Regions from separate parts of the Mus musculus genome. Here all the other regions are linked to region 1. Evidence: chromatin contacts called from public Hi-C, HiChIP or PLAC-seq and Micro-C data. All regions are on one chromosome and are shown on one strand. Each heading gives the region's core, a stretch centred on a gene start, on an enhancer-like site or on the middle of the called end of the contact. The rest is flanking DNA. Distances are from core to core; before and after follow the strand shown. Region 1 has its middle 15 kb from the start of Mir30a. Region 2 overlaps Rims1 (regulating synaptic membrane exocytosis 1). Region 3 holds the start of Smap1 (small ArfGAP 1). Region 4 holds the start of Fam135a (family with sequence similarity 135, member A). Region 5 overlaps Rims1 (regulating synaptic membrane exocytosis 1).

Region 1 (2,700 bases), core at 38-2,537:
GTTCACTTTTTAAGTCCTAAATGCAATTTTCCTTTAGGAAAAGAAAAATCATATATGCCACTAATGGTCTGGATTTTTATTAGAACAGAAACTAGCAGGTTTGAGATACCTGGTGCTCTGGCTAATTCTTTAAGAACACAGATGTCCAAGACCGCAGAAAAAGCAATTTGAGTGCTGTCTGCTTATGCATTCCGTTTTCTAATGCGAGACGCCTTACTTAACTTTAAAAATTAATAACGTTGATTAATAATGTTCCAACCTATGTGTGCAGCTCTCTTGCATGAGAGCAGTCTGGGTTTGAGGGCGGAGATCTTGCTGAACCTCACAAGCACACGTCACCTGCCTACAATGAGGGCAGTCAGGCTCCAGACCTGCCCAGGCCTACTCCCTCGCGACGCTGCCCGGCCCGACTGGACTTGCTCTGGGCGGCAGGATCAGGTCCCACCTCTGGGCTCTGAGCGGTTCGCTCTTCGAGGATCAGGGCGGGTGTGTAGCCGGAGTCGCTTCCTATTGGCCGACTTGCCGGGCGTCCGGACATCTGATTGGACGGCCCCGCCTCCCCACGGGCTGAGCTCATTGGACGGCGCCAGCCGAGGGGGCGGGGCGCGTTCCCCCCGGGTTCTTGAGCGAGCGCGCCGGGCCGCTGAGCCGGGCTGAGGCGCGGGAGCGGGGCTGCGCGGCGGGCTGCGGAGGTAGGGAGCGCGGCGGGCGGCGCGGGTGGTGAGGGCGGCGGGCCCGCGGCTGGCTGCTCGTGCCCCGCGAGCGCCCCGGGCAAGAAGAGCTCGCCGCAGTCCTTGGCGGGCGGGGACGGAGCTGCGGGCGCGCCCAGCCCTCCACTGTCCTGTCAGCCGCGGCCACCACACACACGCACACACAGACACACACATTCACACACGCGCGCGCACACACACACACACACACACACACACACACATACACACACACACACAAAGAGCGCGGCGGCGGTGCGGGGAGGCTCGCCCGGGCCCGCAGCGCTCAGGCCGCGGAGACAATGCGGCGGGCCGGACTCCGCGACGTGCGAGCCGGGAAAAGTTTGAGGCTTCTCCTCAGGCTGGGCCGAGCCGGGCCGCGGCTTTGGGGAGCCGGCTTCGGGACGGGGCCCGCGAGCTCGAGCGCCTGCGCGGCCCGAGGCGTGAGGAGAGCCTTTAATACTTTTTTTTGGAGCGGGCGGGGAGAACAAATACAAGTGCGGTCGGGCGAGAGGCGCTGGCGTGCCGCTGACGCGGGGACGGTATCCGTGGGAACCTCTCGGGGGCGAAGGCTGTCCGGGGCCTGGCGGGGGCGGGGTGGAGAGGTTAGAAGGTCGCAGAGCTGCGCTGCTTGCGACTGGCTCTGCTTGACCTTGGACCAATGATTTAACCGCTTAGATCACCTCGTGGGTGATCTCGGAGGCGACAGCCGCTCGAGTCTTGTAGCTTTGAAATGTGTCTCCGATGGAGATTTTTTTTTTTCTTTTCTTTTCTTTTTTCTCCAAGCCTCGTTGTGGTGCGGGAGTTGTGAAATGGTAGGCCGGGATATATTTATATGCACCCGGGACTCACCCTTCAGCCTTTCTCAGAAGTAACTTTTAAGTCGGGTGGCTTAAACACACCGATCCTTCCAGAGTGCAAAATAAGGTATCCATTACTTTATTTGCAATTCTTAAGACTGGTCTAGATACCCTGTTCGAAGTCCTTGAAGTCCTAGGGCCAGGACAGAACCAATCCTGAGGGTGAAGTGGCAGGTGCCCCCAGCAAGCCCTTCTCCAGGCATTTTGGAGAAGCGTGAAGTATTTATTATGCAAAGGAGAGCATAAACCAGGGCAGGCGTTTGTGTTTATGGCGTTGGTTTCTGTATCACTGGTTTCTACTGAAAAGTTTTGTTGAAGGGTGAGGTGTTGGTGGGGAGGGGTCTCCGGTGACAAGAGAAGGAGAAGAAAACTTTATTTGTAATCCAAGTAAATCTTAAAAGTAATGTTAAGTCTCCCTTGCGGGCAGGCACGGTAGCAATGCTAGTACATCTTGATCTAATTTTAATGAAGGATTGAAAATAGCCACCGTGTTCATATCACTGACGCCAAGTCAGCTCACTTACATAATCATCTTTGTTGAGATGTGTTAGTGCTGTGTATAATTTCAAAGAATAATTACAAAGTTTGTTCTGACACTGTCGTTGAACTATTATCATTTGAGATATGTAAAATAATGAAATCTTAACTTTTGGTTATCAGATAACCTACATTTTTCCATCAAAGTAAAACCAAACCTTGCTATGAACAGAACTCATGTAAATACTGCATATATATGTTATGGCAATGTATAAAGAATGTATTGGCTCTGTATGTACATGTTCAAGTACCACAGTTTTCTCACTTTGTGAGAGTGCCGCTTTTATAGCAGGTGCTCCGCTGGCTATTTTCTCCCCACCATGGAGCTTAGAAGCTTATAAACAATGCAAGTTTGTAAGTTAGATATTCAGCATATATTTGCTCACAAAAAATATCCAGTGCCCAGATAAAAATAATAAAAAGTCCACTCCACCCATTCTTAAAAAGAATTATTACCATGCTTTTCTGGAAAGAAGGGAGAGATAGCAAAGAAAAAATTTACAGAAAAATTCTTGTATCTAGCCTGAAAGTTTATGGCTTAAAATAGGAATGCATATTTAAAGACAAAGACAACTGGCAGTGTTTCTAGGAGA
Region 2 (2,700 bases), core at 10-2,509, 720 kb before region 1:
GTACTGTCTAGAAGTTATAAATTATGGGAGGGTGAAACCTGAAAGAATAGCCCTACCCAAATACAAACACATTGCTAAACTCACAGAAAACCCAATACTATCAGAAGGAAGTTAGTTACCACCAAAGTTAGAACTGTAGTCAGCTTTATCTGAATGAACAGCATTACAATGCGAATACCAGCCGCCAAGAGATTTGTGTGATTATAATTTTAAACTGAAGCATTTCCTAGACCAGCACTTTTTAATACTTTTTGAACATTTGAATTATAGTTGGTGAGATTAAGGAAGTGAATGGTTAAATTTATTTAACTTCAGTTAATTTAAGCCTAAATAGTTATACATGACTATAAGACTGAAAAATACTGACTTAGAGGGAAACGCCTATCATACTGTCTCAGTTACTTTGGAATGTGAATTTCATACCTCAAAATTACTATGCAAAACATAATATCATGTAATAACTCAAATAATATCATTTAGAATATATTCACAAATTTCAAGAAGGATCAATTTTTAAATCGAAAACTGTGCCTTTAGAAATTGAATATGTACAAAGAAGTTCTTTATATATAGTTGTCTATGGTATAAACAACTCATTTACATGCACAGTTGAGTTTTCTAGAAAACAAGTTATTCCCCGACAAATGCACACCAAAATAGTAACTTCAAAACGTTAAGATTGCACCTCTCAGTTCCCTGAATGACAGACAGGAAGCAAAATCAGTAAGAAACTTCTCACTCAAAACTGGAGCTGGCAGTGGCGGTTTGTTAAATACATTAAAAATAAATAAATAAATAAACAAACAAACAAACAAAAAAGTACAACCTTCCACAGTCTGCATTCCTACCCGAGTTCACCTCTAATCTTGGAACACAAACATCTTCACCTGCATCTCTGACCTCAGCACGTGGACCTCAAAAGCCAGTAGACTTGTGTCCACCGGAGGCCACGCGCCTCTAAGTGCGGCTCACAGGCATGCCTGAAGGGGGATGGAGGCGCCTGTGCGTCTGGTACGCAGGGACCTCGGAGCGCAGCATCTCTGCTGCAAACGTCCGGGAACATCACTCCCGCGCAGGTGCGCCTGGCACAGCGGTCCCCCAGCCCAGCATCTCCCGGCAGGCAGGCACTGGGCGCGCATCTCCACCTCCGAGCCGCGCTCACCTTTCTCGCTCACGCTCTCGCTCTCCAGCTCCACGTCCTCGCAGCTCGTGTACTCCGGCGTGGACACGCCCTCCTCCTCGGAGCTGCTCACCGACATCTGACGCCTCTTGCCTCCCCGCTTGGGCCGGTGTGGCTTGGGCGGGGATGGCCGCACCGACTCGGACTGATCGGAGCTCAGCGAGTCGTTCCGCAGCATGCTTTCCGCTTTCTCGCGCTTGGCCTTGCGCAGGAGCACAGCCGAGCCGGGGTCCAGGCGGCCCTGCTTACGGAGCGGCTCGGGGACGCGCGGTTCGGGCGGCTCTGCCGGACCCGGGGCTGGCCGCGGCGGCGGCGGCCCGTGCTCCGCGGGAGGCTGGGCAGCGGGCGCGCGTGCGCGCGGGGACTCCGGGGGAGAGACCCTGGCGGTGGTCTGCGCGCGCTTGCCCGCCGTGGTCTCGGCTGACACAGCGGCGGCAGCCTCGGTGTGCGGGAGCGCCACGTCGCTGTGGCGCCGCTCGTGCCTCGCTCGGGACACCCGGGCGTGCATGCGCATCTGCTGTTCCTCCAGCGGCGCCTTCACCGGGTAGCGAGCCAGGTTCGGGTCGCTGCGGTACCTAGTCTGATACTCCTCCTCCTTCCTCTGCTTTTCGTCTTCAGCCACCCTGCCATCCTCGCGTTTCTCGAGCCGGTCCGGGTAGTCCTGAGAGCGCCCTTTCTCCAGCCTGCGGGTTTCCCGCCTCTCCTTCCTCTCCCGTTCATCCGCGGTCCCTTCCCCGGGTTGCACCACAGACTTGGGGACACGTTTGCGCTCACTCTTCTGGCCTCCCTTGCCATTCTGCTCTGAAAGCCCTGGAGCCTTCTTCCTGTGATGCGCAGAGAACAGTTGATAAAATTTAAACAGCACACCAAGAAACATTCTTGTCTCAACATTCAAGCCCTAAATCAATTATTTCATATAATTAGTTCGAATCCCATGTCTACTTAAAATTTGAAGTCAAGAACCAGGTTAAATTTATGTACCAATTAAGATTGAAAAAGTGACCCTTTGCATTACAATAGAATCAAAAACTCCTTTTCACCTTTTAAAGTTTGAATTTAAATAAAAAGTTTTAATTCAATAGGAACAGTTTATGCTTGCATTCTTATGACTGAAAATATTTCACACAGAAATAATAGGTCAATAATAACATAAGATCTAAAGACGAGCTTACAGCAGCAAACGTTGCTTACATCACTACAAGATCAAATGTGTTTTCCATGCATGTATACTATGAACACTGCGTACTTATGATTCCTGATTATCAAGAAAACCTTTAGAATTACATGCGTGCTCACTTCAGAAATCAAATCTCTGATAACAGCAAACTAATTTTGATGTGATTATGCCTAAGCCCTTTTTATCATATTGTTAATCAGAAAACAATGTCTAAACCATACCTTATATTTTAACTTGCTCAAGTCACATCAATAGAAACACTGATATTTGTGTGTGCGTTTGTTTGTTACAGTACTAGGACTCAAAGCCAAAGCTGTGTGCATGCATGCCAGGCAGCCCCCTC
Region 3 (2,794 bases), core at 215-2,714, 670 kb after region 1:
ACATGTGATTTCGCCCAGTAAGGAAGTAGCTGTTATGACAGAGAGATGATGCTGATGTTATGAGACTTAATTTATTCACATATAACCCAGCCTACTGCAATGGACTCTTTTGCTCAGTGTTGAGAGAAAACAGTAAAAACTCTAGAAAAGTAGTTAAATAATGCAGAAATCTTAATCCTCGCTCACAATGGCTGTCTCTGCTCCCAGCAACTACCTATTTCCCAGAGAAAAATCAAATGTACATTTTCCTAACTACATAGAAGTAGGATTTTTAAATCTCCATTACTCTCCATGATATTACTTACATTAGAAATAAACCACATCTCCAAACAAAAACTATCAGCTAAAAATAATTTATCTATTTCAAAGGCTCAAGCAGAAACCTCCACCTGAACTAAAAATAGTGGGGTTTTTTTTTCTTCTTCTTCTTCTCAGTATCTTAAAATGCACCTTCCACATTTATGAAGTGGACAGACCAGTGTCCACAAATTCGCCAATGGGTCGTCTGGGGGAATCTAACGACTGAACTCTTTATGAACATAACACACTTTCCTTAGGACACTATAACATCCAGAATAAGAGAGTGTGAGTGTGTGTGTGTGTGTGTGTGTGTGTGTGTGTTATACATAGTATACACAAATAATGAAAACCCTATCTCGATTATGTTATGCAGTGACATCTCAAACCACCCCAAAACACTGTTCTTTTTCAGAAACAGAAGTAAACGCCCTGTGCAAGAGCTGTCAGGTGGGCAGGCAGGTAGGGCTCCATCTGGGACACCGCACCACTGGGGAAAGGGAGGACGACGCGATCTCGTGGGAGGAAGGGAGGGTCGCCAAGAGGACAGGGACCTAAGGGCGACTCCACCCACGGAGTCGCTGAGGCTGAGGCAGGAGGGCTCCCACAGCCCTATCAGCACCGCCCAGCCGGCGGCCCAAGGCGGTGGCAGCGGCGCGACGCCGGCTCCGAGCCGGAGGCTGAGGCCGCGACCTCCGTGCTAGCCGAGAGCCAGAGGCCGCCCGCCCTCCCGGGAGAGCCGGCGCGGACGAGACGCCGCGGAGGGTGGGAAGGTCACAGCCGCAGGAGGCCCCGGCCGAGCGGCCACCAAGCCCGCGCGCTACCTTTGGCCTCGCAGTCGGCGCAGTACTTGTTGTCCTCCTCCCTCAGCAGTTTGGACAGGATGAGCTGGTGCTGCTCGTTCAGCTTCTGAGCCTTCTCCCGACAGGAGCGTGTCGCCATGTCGGCGGCGGGGCGGCGGGCCCGGACGCGGGCGAGCGGACGGGCGGACGGCGCTGGCGAGGCCGGGCGGGCGAGGGCACCTGACGCCGCTGGGGCCGCGGACGGACTCGGCCCAGGAAGCGGCGGCAGCGGCGGTGGCGGCGGCGGCTGGAACCGGAGGAGGGGCGGCGGCGGCCGAGCCAGCGCCGACGTGTCCCGCCTCCTCGCCGGGCCCGCCGCACGCTCCGCCCGAGCCGGCGAGGGGCGGGGCGGGAAGAGCCGCCGCTTCCGGGAGGACGCAGCGCTGGGCGCTGCGCATGCGCCCAGCTGCCCGCGTGCCGGGAGACTCCCAAGGTGATTCCAGAGAAGCGTCTGACGCTCCCCGGGGCGAGATTCCCCACTCTTGACACCTGATCGTCGCTTGAAGCCTCTAGAGACCTGAAAGTGGAAGAATTTTTTTTTTTTACCGGGAAGCGACTTTCACAGTCTTTGCATTTTTCACAGTCTTTGCATTTGTGTACACAGCACTGGAAATGTCCAAATTATAGTTATATATATATAGTTATAATGGGTAGATGCATCCCATGTGTGTGCATCGGGAGTTTGGAAACGGTATACTAGAAGCGGATGGAATGAAATGGGGCTAAAAGTGTCTTACGTTTTAGAGGAAAATAGACATGTTTGGGGGGGAGAGGTAACGTAATAAACCCTACCTCCCTCAACAATATTGATAATCTCATATACAGGAAAATGAGGCAAAACAGTCAAGTCACTTGGCCATGCTACAAGTGGAAGAGTTAAAACCAGGCAATATACCCCGCCTAGGAAGAGGGAAAGTGATCAAAAAGTGAATTATTAAAGGGATGTCACTTTAAGAAATTGTGTGCTGCTAGGATCCCTTCCCTGGGAGAAACTTAAGCCTGTTCCTTCTCGTAAGATCCTAAAGACAAACTTAGGTATAATTCCAACAAAGTTCACCCAGGAGAACCAATGAGCTTATTAGGCTTAAAGAGCAACTGGTAAGGGGTATGGATAGGAGCATAGATGACCTTAGAATAGCCACACTGGAAGGTCTGCACATAGCAAGGATGATGGTCCTTAGGAACCTGACATGGAATTCCCTCCCTCCATCTTCCCCCAGGTATATCCTCTAGCCCCTCCCTGAGACCAGATACAAGCAGGGCAGAACCACATACAACAGTGACTGAATAGTGTGGTAGGGGTTCCCTTCCATAAGTCTCCATATACCCTCCCTATGGTGGAACATAAATAGTCAACAGGCCCAGCTGTGATGGTCCTTTGCAAGAAGGCCAAGCACAAGGCTTCTGAAACTGACAGTGTGTTTCAGAAGATGTTCCTACATAACACAATGTAAACGACATTCTTCCCTGCAAGGAAAGACAGTTTTAAAAAGGAAGACATTCTCGATGATAGCCCATCAGGTTTACTAAGGTTGAACTCAGTGAAACAGTTGGAGTGATTCGGCTTGCTGTGTAGTAAGTATGAGCAATACTATGTGTGGGCCTTATGTAAGTAGAATAAACATAGCCCTGGCCTGAGGTAGGAGAGATGCTAA
Region 4 (2,853 bases), core at 172-2,671, 840 kb after region 1:
TCCTATTCTTGTTCGCAAAAACTGTACGCATTTATTAAATAGAACAAGCTCAAAATGATGTAACCAACCGTAATCGTAAAACAACAAATCAATACATTTTATATAGTAATTTTTGTTAAATTTCACTTCAGATTTGTTCCTGGTCAACTGTTATTTACTGGAGCACTGACCTCTGGCAAATCTTAACTCTTTATAAATGGCCAGTTTGTTTCTCATAACATGACTGGTACATGTAATTCAAGATCCAATCAAGTGAGCTGCCATTCTTTAGAGAATTTCTGGTGAAGAAAGATGAAGAAACTGCTCTGGAAGCTTCAGTGGGGATACTAGGCATAGCCCTAGCTTGCGTAGAAAGCAGAAGAGAACAGAGGTTGTTACAACTCTTCGGGGATGTAATAAAAAGTAAAACATATGGACTGAAAAAGAGGTTCCATCCACACATATAGGAAAAAGGAGTTTTATGGCTTAAAAAACAAAACACCAACATTAAAGAACTAAAATCGGTTCGGTGGTTAGGAGCGGCTGGACCGAAAGCAATGAGGCGGGGGGACCAAAAGAGGTTAAGAGAGTGAGGGCCTCTGAAGGCAAGGCTCGACACTGGAGCAAAGAGATGCTTAAACGCAACAACAAAACGCAAAAGGCCAAAAAGCCCACCCTCCCACAAGTCAGTAACTAACAAAAGAGCTAGAACGAGGTGCCAAAGGAGAAAATAGTGCTAACAGCGAGGAAACTGATCGGCGACGGCCAAGAGGTTAACGACTGGGGATGCACAGTCGAGGGACCGAGCTGGACCGAGCGGAGAGCTCGACCGACGTCGAGGGACCCCCGGAGCCAAAGGGCGCGCGGGCGCGGGTGGAAGCGAATGAGGGTCGAAGGACCAGGCGGCGACCGTGGAGTGGGGCGGAGAGCCGGCGGGACACCGGGCACGACGAGTGGCAAGGGCCGGCCGGGGGCACCCGCCTGCGCGCCGCGCCCCTCGCGTCCCCGCCGACCTTCAGCGGGCCCAGGACCCGGCTCCGACTGAGGCCAGGGCGCCAGAGGCAGACGAGGCGAGGAGGCCACTTCCTGTCCGGCCCCGCGGGGGAGATGGACCTGGCCCGCGTCGCGGGGCCGGGAGTCGCGCGGACAGCGAGGGGCTCACCTCTCAACCGGCACGGCCTCGGCTGGCGCCTGTGCGACGGAGGAGCTCTGCGTCCGGCTGGTAGGCGTCCTTAGCCAGGTCCGCACCATCCCGCCCCGGGCCCGCTCACATCGCCATCGCAGCACCCGCAACCACCGCAAAGCCAAGAGCCGGCTCGTCTCCGGCGCTCGGCTCCCGGCCCAGAGCCGCCGGCGAGCATGCGCAGTCGCGTCGGTCCCAAGGGAACCGGGCCGCCGAGCGCTACCTGCGTTCAACAGGTCCCGGCCCGCGGCCCCGCCCCTGGGGCTCTCCCCTCCCCCTCCCGCAACGTCCCGCCTTCTCTGAGGCGAGGACCCGCCCCCTTGGGCTCCAAGTCCCGCCCCCCCAGGAGACTCAGCTGCCGCGGGCCCCCGGCGCCAACCGAGATTTGAAGATTTGTTCTCCCTTCCCGGCTCGCCCCTCCCGAGTTCCCGCGAGAACGGGAGACTTGCGTCAATAAAAAGCGCGAGCCCAGCCGGGGTGGGAGCTGGGGGTAGGGGGGGGGATAGTGTGAACCACTGGTCGAGAGTTAAAGGGCCCCAAGAGATGCGAAAGGACAGTTGAAGACTGAGGAGATTTCTCTCGAAGTCATCTACGTCTTCTCTCCTTGCTGCCATGGCTAGAGCCGACCCTCGCGCCTCTGCCAGGGCAGTGGGTCGGTGCTGCCCCAGCAGTCGCTAATGGGGCCATCCATGGTGTGGCCATGCGTGCAGCTGATCTATTAGTGTCTTGATTGATGACATCTTAAATAGAAGCTTTCAGGTCTTAAATTCCATTAACGGAAGCCCATAGTCTTTCATTGATTAACTTCATTTTCTTCTTTCCCGCTGTCCGAACAGAACATTTTTTAAAGATTTATTTACTTTACATCCTGCTCGGTTCCCCCTTCCAGATCCCCTCCCCTCCCACAGTCCTTCCCCCACTCCCCCTTCCCTTCTCTGAGTCTGTGAGGCTGGCACTTCCTATCCCACTGAGGCAGGACAAGGCAGCCCAGCTAATAAAACATATCCCACATAAATGGAGCTGCTTTGGGGATAGTAGCTCCCCTCCCCCTCCCGTTGTTGAAGACCCACATGAAGACCAAGCCACACATCAGCCACACATGCTGGAGGAAGTGGGGTTAGGTCCAGCCCGTGTATACTCTTTGGTTGGGGGTTCAGTCTCTGAGAGCCCCAAGGGTCCTGGTTAGTTGGTCTTCCTGTGGAGTTCCTATCCCCTTCAGGACTGCAATCTTTCCTCCTATTCTTCCATAAGAGGCCCCTCGCTCCATCCACTATTTGGCTGTGGGTGTCTGCTTCGGTTTGAATCATCTCCTGGGTGGAGCCTACAGAGTATCCTTATAATAGTGTCAGGGTTTGGTGCTTGCCCATGGATGGGTCTCAAGTTGGGCCACCAGCAGGACATTTTATAGCTCGTTAAAGCTTCTGTGTGTGACTCAAGCAAGGTTGGGAATTTCAGCAACAGCTGAAAATTTCCCTCAGAGCTGTAACACTTTCACACAGCTCAAGATAAAATGAATGGGGAGAACAGAACACAGCTTGTGATAAAAATGAATTAGGAGGAGAGAGTGGTGTCTCTTAGATATAATGTGAGGGAACATGATGCCACTGATAATCTGCTTGAAGATGGTTAAAAATGGCAAATATTGTGTATATTTGCTAGAATAAACATGAATGAAACCTTTCTGTCCACTT
Region 5 (2,726 bases), core at 153-2,652, 640 kb before region 1:
TCTAATAGGTACATAGGTACGGTCATCCTGCAGCCTGGACCCCAGGAAAGGTATGAGTGTGACACAACACATTTACATACCAAAACCTCAGGTCAAGGTGTTAGCATCCCTTGGAAGTACTTATTAAATAATGAATGAAAAAACAGGTCATACACTCAAAAGGAATAAACATAAATTATTATACAAATGTGTTTTACTGACATTATAACTTTAAACAGTAAGAAAAATCAACGTGGGTTTTTCAAAATCATTGCTTATTTCTGTCATTCTTGTGGGGGAAAAAAGCCTTCATTTCCTGGGTTCCTCCCTCACTTTTCCTGTGGATATTTTAAATGCCTAGTCAAAAAGGATAAACCTCATGGTAGAATGTTCTGAAACATTTATGATATGAAGTCATTTTTAAGCTACTGGACACACAAAGGACAGTTTCATTGTACTGGCTGGTTTTGTGTAAACTTGACACATGCTGGAGTTATCAGAGTGGAAGGAGCCTCAGCTGAGAAAAGGCCTCTATGAGATCCAGCTGTAAGGCATTTTCTCAATTAGTGATCAATGAAGAAAGCCCAGCCCATGGTGGGTGGTGCCATCCCTAGGCTCAAGGTCCTGGGTTCTATAAGAAAGCAGGTGAACAAGCCATGGGGAGCAACCAGTAAGCAGCACCCCTCCATCAGCTCCTGCAGCAGCAAGGTTCCAGCTCTGCCTGAATTCCTGTCCTGACCCCTTCCAAGGATGGGATATGATCTGGAAAACAGTTCAGTCAAATGAGCCTTTTCTTCCCTATTTGAAGAAAAATATGGAGCCTGTGTTTTATTTTATGAGTCAAAGCAACTTCATGAGCAAATCTTCATAGATTTGTAGAGTTAAGAGGAGAGGGGAGTGCCATCTGGAGAAGTCAAGTGCAGCAAAGAAGCAGAGCTGAATACACCAAGGCCACTTCCTGCCTAGCACAATAGTGGGTTCTGTGTGATTGACAGGGAAAGACATTCCTATCAGAGGGCCATTTGATCTGGACACCAGAGTCAACATGCTTTCTTGGTGAAATTAAATATGGGAATTTTTTAATGGTGAGAAGCAATCCGATGCTCTGGTTTTAAATTTCACAGGAAAAAAGAAATGGTTGAGAACTAAGTCTGATATGTGGTTTGCAGTTCAAAATCCGTCACTTGGTATGAGATATATTTTTATCTCTATGAGGTTTTTTTTTTTTGGCTTGTAATTTGAATTCATCTCAGTAGAAAATTCATGTTGCATTCAGTGTTTTTCTCTTTATTCTGCTAGCAATGAATCTCAGCTTTAACCTTCAAGTATTTGTTCTGATTTCGTGGAGAGAAGTGCTTAGCTCTGGCAAGGATATGATTTGCATTTTATTTGTATGAAGAACCAATACTGATTCACACAAGAGACATTTAGAGTGACGAGAGCTGGGATACAAAGGATGAGATTTCCAGTCTAAATTATGCAGGTGCTAAAACACAGGAACAAAACAAACAGACACTAGAATGGCTGACGAAAATGGAAACGCAATTCTAGAAAGCAGACCAGGTTTAAAGAGGCACACAGAGCATTTGGTGGTGCTTTCTTCACACATGGGTTTCTTGAACACCCTTTTGAATACCCAAAAAGATATCTCCATCTTCATGCTGCCTTCTTTAAGTGTTCAATTGGCAACTACTGCCTTACACTTCTTAAAGGGAACAAGCAATAAGGATAACAACAACAACAACAAAAATGTGTTTGGTTTCTCGTCTGATCAGTAGGAGTGCTCTGTCTATTTTACACAATGGGAGGACAAGGCATGTGCCCAGTATTTGTTGAATGAGTGTTGGTAACCCTTTTAATGGGATGAAGATAGGCCAGGGAATTTCCAGTAATTCATTTTATGAGGGATTGCTGAGAAATTGAGGTACTGTTATGAGGATGTAGTCATTGATTTTCTAGACAAGGAGTTCCTTCAGGGCAGGGACCATGGTCTTCATCTCTGTAGCCCCCTTTTACCTTGATTTCAGTTGTGGCTTCTGACAGTAGATGTTCCTTCACTGCTACATAAATAATGGATGAGAGTTGCTCATGCAAGTATTTCTTTCCTCTCCATCATTCATATCTAGTGTCTGTCGGCTCTCCTGCTACTTGCTCATTCCGCTCTCATTACTTAAAGACCCTTAGCCTTATCTCTGCCTATTCAAATTTAAGCCACTCGTTTAAGCTCCATTAAACCCCAATCACCTTTGCACAACCATAGATACCATGACCATGGAATTTGAGTTTATACACCATCCACCCTGGTGTTTTAACCATTAATATATTGTGCACAAACTTCCTTCCTTTGTCCCTACTAGTCGCCTTTAAATCCTTCTCAGTTAGACTGAAAGCAGTACTCTGCAAATAGCTGATGCTAAGTGATTATTAAACTGTGTGTACGGCATCTTGAAGTTACTCTAAGATACACGTTACAGTGAGAGAGATGTATTTACATCAGCAACGTTCTGATGAAAGTTTCGTTAAGATCTTCAGATGGCTCCCTGAAAGTTACAGGGATATCTTTTAAGACACATCATTGTATTACGTATAGTAATTACACATGGGCAGTTTTTGTATCTGTTCTAGTGTTCTTGTGCTTTCCATTGCTATAAAGAGCATTAATCTTTTGGCTCATTTAGAATAAACTGAATTCTTTGTCCACATGATATTCATCCAAATAGTTGGAAATTCTTCTCTGCTGTATCTCC

The links. A called contact is a pair of places that touch in the nucleus more often than the background predicts. HiChIP or PLAC-seq counts read pairs in DNA pulled down with a chosen protein or histone mark.
Region 2: an H3K4me3 HiChIP or PLAC-seq map of forebrain shows a contact between it and region 1, with 5 times the contacts expected there. The contact joins two enhancer-like sites. A contact is called at or near these places in 2 of 39 promoter capture datasets (cranial neural crest and frontonasal cranial neural crest), 3 of 484 Hi-C or Micro-C datasets (cortical neurons and embryonic stem cells) and 3 of 115 datasets of contacts at active chromatin or transcription factors (SST interneurons, embryonic limb bud and forebrain).
Region 3: a contact with region 1 is called in a Micro-C map of embryonic stem cells, with 5 times the contacts expected there. The contact joins the promoter of Smap1 here to the enhancer-like site in region 1. A contact is called at or near these places in 1 of 39 promoter capture datasets (cranial neural crest), 6 of 484 Hi-C or Micro-C datasets (the G1E-ER4 cell line, embryonic stem cells, granulocyte-monocyte progenitors and 2 more), 2 of 115 datasets of contacts at active chromatin or transcription factors (fibro-adipogenic progenitors and memory CD8 T cells) and 1 of 9 other capture datasets (adipose tissue).
Region 4: a Micro-C map of embryonic stem cells shows a contact between it and region 1, with 5 times the contacts expected there. The contact joins the promoter of Fam135a here to the enhancer-like site in region 1. A contact is called at or near these places in 4 of 39 promoter capture datasets (cranial neural crest, frontonasal cranial neural crest, maxillary cranial neural crest and 1 more), 3 of 484 Hi-C or Micro-C datasets (embryonic stem cells and myocytes), 2 of 115 datasets of contacts at active chromatin or transcription factors (astrocytes and stem cell-derived neural progenitor cells) and 1 of 9 other capture datasets (liver).
Region 5: a contact with region 1 is called in a Hi-C map of cortical neurons, with 1.7 times the contacts expected there. The contact joins two enhancer-like sites. A contact is called at or near these places in 2 of 39 promoter capture datasets (cranial neural crest and frontonasal cranial neural crest), 1 of 484 Hi-C or Micro-C datasets (cortical neurons) and 8 of 115 datasets of contacts at active chromatin or transcription factors (SST interneurons, astrocytes, cardiomyocytes and 5 more).

What each region holds. Positions count from the first base shown.
Region 1 is chr1:23,255,629-23,258,328 of GRCm38.p6, forward strand. No RefSeq gene overlaps it. Among named protein-coding and RNA genes, the nearest start is that of Mir30a, 15 kb to the right of the region's middle. Within about 2 kb of position 1,288, at least 346 of the 459 cell types and tissues checked have an H3K27ac peak or open chromatin away from gene starts, as enhancers often do. A contact at or near this core is called in the G1E-ER4 cell line, SST interneurons, adipose tissue and 10 more, where this site is marked.
Region 2 is chr1:22,532,237-22,534,936 of GRCm38.p6, forward strand. It overlaps Rims1 (regulating synaptic membrane exocytosis 1), which reads right to left. Exons shown (of 35, transcript NM_183018.4): 7 at 1,773-2,004; 8 at 1,163-1,238. Among named protein-coding and RNA genes, the nearest start is that of Rims1, 270 kb to the right of the region's middle. Within about 2 kb of position 1,260, at least 102 of the 459 cell types and tissues checked have an H3K27ac peak or open chromatin away from gene starts, as enhancers often do. A contact at or near this core is called in SST interneurons, cortical neurons, embryonic limb bud and 2 more, where this site is marked.
Region 3 is chr1:23,920,917-23,923,710 of GRCm38.p6, forward strand. It overlaps Smap1 (small ArfGAP 1), which reads right to left and starts at 1,465. Exons shown (of 10, transcript NM_028534.3): 1 at 1,122-1,465. The coding sequence starts at 1,239.
Region 4 is chr1:24,098,920-24,101,772 of GRCm38.p6, forward strand. It overlaps Fam135a (family with sequence similarity 135, member A), which reads right to left and starts at 1,422. Exons shown (of 21, transcript NM_026604.4): 1 at 1,142-1,422.
Region 5 is chr1:22,614,364-22,617,089 of GRCm38.p6, forward strand. The region is part of intron 3 of Rims1 (regulating synaptic membrane exocytosis 1); the gene reads right to left. Among named protein-coding and RNA genes, the nearest start is that of Rims1, 190 kb to the right of the region's middle. Within about 2 kb of position 1,403, at least 8 of the 459 cell types and tissues checked have an H3K27ac peak or open chromatin away from gene starts, as enhancers often do. A contact at or near this core is called in SST interneurons and cortical neurons, where this site is marked.